Regions from separate parts of the Mus musculus genome. Here region 1 is linked to region 2. Evidence: chromatin contacts called from public HiChIP or PLAC-seq data. All regions are on one chromosome and are shown on one strand. Each heading gives the region's core, a stretch centred on a gene start, on an enhancer-like site or on the middle of the called end of the contact. The rest is flanking DNA. Distances are from core to core; before and after follow the strand shown.

Region 1 (3,346 bases), core at 455-2,954, 240 kb before region 2:
TTTAAATTTCATCTCTGTGTGTGCTTACTTAAGTTCACAAATCCTATAGATCAAATTAGTTAGGCATAATAATTATACAAGTACAATTTCCCAGTGTCCTCCACTATCCCACAGCTTTGAATGACAGTTGAGTGCCACATTGTAGGCAGCTATCTGCTTCCCTGAGAGATGGGACCAGGAACACAGAGTTCTGTGATTTAAGAGACTCTCATGGTAAGGCAGCCTCCACAGCTCCCTGGCACTCTGGTACAGGTATTTGGTATTTGATATGTAGTTTGTGCTGTGTGCTATCTGGTTTTATGTCAATTTGACACAACCTAAAGTTATCTAAGAAGAAGGAAACTCAATTGAGAAAAATGCCTCCATAAGATTGGACTGGAAGCAAAATTGTAGAGCATTTTCTTAATTAGTGATTGGTGATAGAAGGCCCAGTCTATTGTGGGTGTTGCCATGTCTGAGTTATACACATATGAAGCAGGCTGAGCAAGCCACAAGTAAGCCAGTAAGCAACACACACACACACACACACACACACACACACACACACACACCCATTGCCTCTGCATCAGCTCCTGCCTCAGGATCCCTGCCCTGTTTGAGTTCCTGTCATGACTTCCCTCAAAAGGGAACTACAGTGTGAAAGTGTAGGCTGAAATAAACCCTTTTCTCCCCAACTTGTTTTCGGTCATGGTGTTTCAACACAGCAATAGTAGCCCTAACTAGGACAGGCTGCTTGGTAAGACAGGCTTCAGATCAAAGGAACAGGGGTCTTTCTTTATGTGTGGCAACCTGGGGGAATGTTCTTGTTTATTTATATTATAATCTGAGCACTCACTTTCTAGATACCAGCATCCCCTGCAACATACACTTGCACCCTTACAAGCCTTGACTGTAACTAGTCTTTACAATAAGACTAGCTAGGGTTCTAGTGGGAAAAGTCTAAGTCCCATTGTAGTATATTAAGCCTTCATAAATGGAGTATCTAATGGAAGGAATTATAATTCACTTTGTAGTTGAGCCACAGCCACTCAGACTGTGTTGGGAAGGGGGAAACTACTTTCTAACATAGCCCACCTTTAAGACTCCTACGTAATTATTATTTTGAATTAAAATCTGTCTTCATGTAATTTCTCGTCCTTTGGCCTAATACTCCACACCCTAAAGCGCCAACTATAATGGCGGTCTCATTAGAGTCCAATGAGTGCACACTCTTATAAGCCGTGTGCTTTTGACGTTATCATATCAGAAATTTACTTAGCTATGTTTGAGAAGACTCTTACGTTCCTGTCCACCATCCTTTCGCTTATAGATGTCACACTGCTTTTTAAACCAAGTAAAATCTGTAACATCTGCAACACACTACTTGACTTAAAGCCTCACTCGCTATGTTAACTTATTTTTACTTTCTGCCGTGTTGGGAATGTCACTGAGGACCTCGCACAACTCTCACCCCAGTGTTTCTAGCTATGAAAAATATAAAAATAATTTCATTATATTTAATGGCAGTGCCACTTAAAGCAAATGTTACCTCTCCTCACCTCCTTGTGCCTACTAAGAAGAAACACATCTGCTTTGAGTCTACCCAGCGGCTTCCAGCCCTGCCCACCCTCACCTTCCAGGCAAACGGAGAATGCGGCCGCTGATTGGCTGGCTAGGGCGCATCTTGATGACGTAAGCACGCGCCAGGCCAGGCCGCCTACCACAGCAGGTGGACAGGTCTTAAGCCGCGGCTTCTCTGAGGGGTAGACAGCTGGGCATGGGCCTCCCGAGGCTTCGCCATGAGCTTCCTGATCGACTCCAGCATCATGATCACCTCCCAGGTGAGCCTTGGGAGAACCTGGATTTGCTCAGCCCGCTCCCTTGCCCGGGTGGCGAAGGCTGACGTGTGGTGCTGTCACTCACCTAGCGTGCGTCCCCAGACTCTGGGGAGGGCCTGGCTGGCCCCAGCGCTGAGCCGGTGCCATGCGGGGGTCAGTACCCACGGCGCCCCGAGGCTTCCGGGCAGCTCCGCGGACCACGGAGCCTGGAGAAGCTTGGCTCCCGGCGGGAGGCCCACGGCAGCGTGCCTACCAGGGCTGAGGACCGGGACGGGTATGGGCTTTGCAGGATCCGGGTGCTGACACGTTTGCCTCCGCGAGGTCCAAGTCTGAGCTTTCCTTTGTGCAGTGACACCTCATCTTTCGTTCTCTGGTTGCTGTTCACTCTTTGCGGGTCGCGGTCGACCCACGTTTTCTTCTCACTTGGCCACCTCTATCTACCGTTAAACAAAACCGAAGAAGTATAAACCACTGGCAAGTTCTGCTCGCTTCGTCTAGTGAGCCTCTTGCTTTTCCCATCAGTCGTGTCTCTCCAGGGTTTCCTCCCACCCCACCCCAAGTGTTTATGATAGCCCTGATATCATGTATGTATTTATGTGCATAGCCATGTACCCACTTTCAAATGCAAGCACTCACTAAGCAACTGCAGACGCTTCTTTGCTTGCATTATCGCTCTCACCCCGCATCTTTCCAGTAAAAGATTTTTTTTTCTCTTCATCGCATCCAAATGGCAAGGGAAAGAAACAGTTCCCCTGAGGGACGTAAGTGAGGTACATCCTTGAATTTAGGGTTTGTGCAGCTGCATCCCAATGCTTCCCTCAGCAGAGCATTGCCCTCACCTCTTGAAAACGTCGGTAACAACACTTAAGAAAATGTAAAACAAGAAAAAGCCAACCCATTTCACCACTCTAATACAGTAACCATTTTTCCCTTTTCAAAATTAATACCTTTCAAGTACATTTGACTGCTTTTGTTGCTAGCATAGTGTTCAAATCTGTAAATACACAAAACTCTGGACACTCTGCCTTCTGCTTCAAATCTCTCTGCGCCTCCCCTGTTGTCCTTGATAATGACACAGAGTGGCTTTCAGCCTTACTACCAATTCAAGAAAAAAAAAAACATTTAAGTTTTAAGAGTTTTTCCCCCCACAGGTAAATATAAATGTCCATTCCCAGCTTGTTAAAGAGTACAAAAATAAGAGTATAATTAGAAAATTTCCATGCACTTTCACCTGTGAGATTAACATGAACATAATTCAAAAGTTCCCAAGAATATGGCTTTCTAAACTTTTATGCCTTAAATTTATAATCTTTAACTTTTACAAATATATCCACATGAAATATTAAATTTAACCAACCAAAGTGCTGAAATCTAAAACCCAAACAATCCTTTGCGTCAAATGTTCCCTGTCTTTATATGTTTTGGGGCTACTTTGCCATCATTGAGGTGTTAATTAAATGAAAATGTCACCACAGGGAGGCGTAACTTGTCCCCTATCAATAACCAAAGGGGCCTTTCATTCCAGCCAC
Region 2 (3,522 bases), core at 225-2,724:
GGCCACTCCGGAAGAACTCTTTAGAGAAGGACAACTGTATCCTCCCTGAACCACCATCTTCCAAAATCTTTGTTTTGCTCTAGAGGGGAGAGAACGGAGAAGAGAGTAACCCTTGTCAGGAACTCTCTCATTGTGATCCACTCTGTCTTCTCCTTCACCATCTCATTCCCCTAACTCAATCAAAGAAAATGAACACAAATGCTAAACAAGACAAAGGAATAATTGGGGGTGGGGTGGGATGGGGGGAGAACCAGACAGAACTTGATTGGTCCCAAGAACCAGTCTGAAGACTAGACAGTACAGAGAACTGGCCAGGGTAAATTCTGCAGGCAACTCACCCAGGCTCTTGGGGATCAGCCAGGAGACTTGTCTGTCCTCTGACAGCGTTTGTCTGGCTAGCTAGGTTGCAAGGTTAAGCCACTGTAAGCAGGCAGGAGGTCCAGGCAAAAGGTAGAGGAAGTAATATTGAGGAAAAGGTCACTGGAAATTAAGAAAACAGAGGCCCCATGTTGGACAGACGCTTGGAAAGAGATTTGGATTGGTGCTTGAGAGAGTGGAAGAGGCAGTGTCATGGAGTGGAAGAGGCAAGTTTGGTAAAGGAGGCTGTGAAGAAGGGTTGGAAGAAGGCACTGGGGTGAGAATACTTTGGGGGCAGAAAATACTGTTAGGGGCAGAAAGCAAAGAGTAAAAATGGAGCTATGTGAGAGAGAACGTTGTGAGAAGGCAAGGATGGAAGTGAAGCTATAGGGCAGGAATTAGGGATAGAAGTAGGAACGGATTTAAAGGCTGGGGTGGGGGCGGGCAGATGTCTGGAGGTGGGTTGGTACTGGGAGCCGCAGCTGAAGTAGAGACCAGGGTCATTGGAAGAGAACAGAACTTTAGAAAGCATACCAGAAGCTGGAAGCCAAATATGTTGGGAAAAGGAGCCAAGGGGAAGCACCTTGGGAAGGAAAAGATTAAGGGACAGGGTTTTAATAACACCCATAAGTTCAGTTACCAGGGCTGGCGACCGCATTATCAGAACTGCTAACATCGCAGGAAAGACTGATGCAGGCAGGGTTAATGCGATCATCCATGGAGATGGGACTCAGGACTTCTGTCAACACAGGGCTTGAATCCCAGCCACAGCCCTTCTCCCACACATTTGGCACCTACCGCCACTTGTGAACTGGAGCAGGAGAAGATGCGCTTCATGGCCGGGGCTAGGGCCACGGGGGGACGGGGACGCGCAGAGAGCCGGGCCACAAGTTCCTAACCCAACTCGGCTACGGCTGTGCCGAAAGACAGCTGTCAAAAAGCAGACTGGGTCCCGCCCCAAGCCCCGCCCCAGATCCCACCCCGCTCAATCGTAGACGTTCAACTGAAGGCTGGGCTTAAAACCCCGCCTCTGGCCCTGCCTAACCCCGTCCCTGCAGAGGCAAAAAGCCCGCAGTCTTTTGCGGCCACCCTGGCTGGCTCTCAAGTTCCGCCCTTCAGCCGAAGCCCGCCCCCTGTAGTTACCTACCGAATCCAAGAGGGATGCTCGCAGCCTCCGCACCAGCGACTTCCAGGCCCTAAGTCCCCCGTCTTTCTGCTTGGAGCTCCACCCCCAGTTCCGCCCCCGCCCCCTCTCAAGGACCTCCACAAGCTTCGATGTCACCAACCTCTTTTACCAGTTAATGACTCTTAGTCATAGCCATGACCTGTGTGTGCTTCATCCCCTCCCTCCCAACGCCCCAAGATCTTCTATAGAGTTTGGAAACGTGATGCACTAAGCAGACTTGATCACCAATGGGTGATTTGTGACCCACTGCAACCAGAGGTTGGACAAAACTCAAAGGATCAAGCCGATCACTAACGCAGATCTTAGAAAGCAGCAAGGGGAGAGTTTTTACTGTCTGCTTCCCCACTCCAAGAAACAAACAAACAAACAAAAAGTCCGACCTTCCTTATCCTTTAGACTCACTTCTTAGTAATTCTTGTTTGACAAGTATTAGTTGCAGCCAACTGGTCTGGCCTTCCCATCTCTCCTTTCTCCTCCCTGTAAACCAAGCAAGCCCACCCAAATACTCATGGAACCCTATGGAATAAAGCCCAAAATTCTTTTTAGAAGTGTTTTACATTAATTCATTTACTGAGGCATGAGTATGCGCTAAGGGTGGGCACCCTTGTGGAGGTCAGAAGACAACCGGCGTTGGCTTTCTCCATTCACCTTGTGAATCCGGTGCTTGAACTAAAGTAGTGAGGCTTAGCAGCAGACCCCACCCCCACCCCCGCCCCCCCAAGATGCTATAGGCCCAAAGTTCTTTTCTTTTTTCTTTCTTTCTTTTTTTTTTTTTTTTGTTTGGTCGAGACAGGGTTTCTCTGTGTAGCCGTGGCTGTCCTGGAACTCACTTTGTAGACCAGGCTGGCCTCGAACTCAGAAACCTGCCTGCCTCTGCCTCCCAAGTGCTATTATTACAGGCATGTGCCACCACCGCCCGGCTTAGGCCCAAAGTTCTTAACATGGTTTTCAAGGTTCTTCTGAAACAGAAGCCTGAAGAAGGTGTGGTGACGCATCCGCCTTTAATCTCAGCACTCCGGAATCAGAGGCAGGTAGATTTCTGTAAATTGAGGCCAGTCTTGTGTGGTGGGTCTACATAGCAAGTTCCAGGACAGCCAGAGGTACATAACAGAGAGATCCTGTCTCAAAAACCAAAACCAGAAGCCTGCCTTCACTCTCAGTATTTTCTGGCAAACTTCCAAGTTTAAACTGTTGTAGCAGACCATTCATTCATAATGCCCTTTGCAACTTTTTTTTTTTTAAGATTTATTTATATGTAAGTACACTGTAGCTGTCTTCAGACACTCCAGAAGAGGGAGTCAGATCTCATTACCATGTGGTTGCTGGGATTTGAACTCCGGACCTTTGGAAGAGCAGTCGGGTGCTCTTACCCACTGAGCCATCTCACCAGCCCCCCCCCCTTGTACTTTCTTAATCCATGTAAAGTGTTTTTCATTGTTGTAAAATTTCCCTTAAAACTCTGACAACCTGCCTATCAGTGTGCATTTTGGTGTGTGCCTTACTGGTCATTCTTACCATCACCTAGATGGCCCCCACCTTCCTGTTGTCCGTTTACATCTTTGTTTTTCCAATCAGGTGGGGACTCTCTGATGGCAGTGGTTGTGTTTTTGGTTTTTTTTTTTTTTTAATTAGTCCCCTAGCTTGGCTCATAGTAGGTCTTTAATGTCTGGTAAGTAAATGTGTGAATGTATAAATGCATGAGTGAGCAAAAAGCAACAAGAAAGGAAGTGTCTAGTGTGGAGAAGAAACCATTGTTTCTATAGTTGCTTCTACACTGGTTTTGCTTCAAAAGACTAATGAACTTCTATTCTGAAGAATAGACCGAGAAAGTCGGGAAGAGCCCTGCTCCTGAGCTTAGGACATTGAGGAGGCAGATATGTCCTTGTTGGAGGACTTAGATAATACACTTGATCTTAGCCAACGGTTAAGAAATGACAGAAATAGGGGGAAAAGTTTTCTTTCAAAAAATTTATTACATT

Evidence for each region. HiChIP or PLAC-seq counts read pairs in DNA pulled down with a chosen protein or histone mark.
Region 1: a contact with region 2 is called in an H3K4me3 HiChIP or PLAC-seq map of bone marrow-derived macrophages, with 5 times the contacts expected there. The contact joins the promoter of Gpr89 here to the promoter of Ankrd35 in region 2. A contact is called at or near these places in 4 of 39 promoter capture datasets (embryonic stem cells, liver, pre-B cells and 1 more), 1 of 484 Hi-C or Micro-C datasets (embryonic stem cells), 1 of 115 datasets of contacts at active chromatin or transcription factors (bone marrow-derived macrophages) and 2 of 9 other capture datasets (adipose tissue and pancreatic islet).

What each region holds. Positions count from the first base shown.
Region 1 is chr3:96,903,656-96,907,001 of GRCm38.p6, reverse strand. It overlaps Gpr89 (G protein-coupled receptor 89), which reads left to right and starts at 1,704. Exons shown (of 14, transcript NM_026229.4): 1 at 1,704-1,820. The coding sequence starts at 1,779.
Region 2 is chr3:96,668,083-96,671,604 of GRCm38.p6, reverse strand. Ankrd35 (ankyrin repeat domain 35) reads right to left here and starts at 1,474. Exons shown (of 14, transcript NM_001356538.1): 1 at 1,156-1,474. The coding sequence starts at 1,194.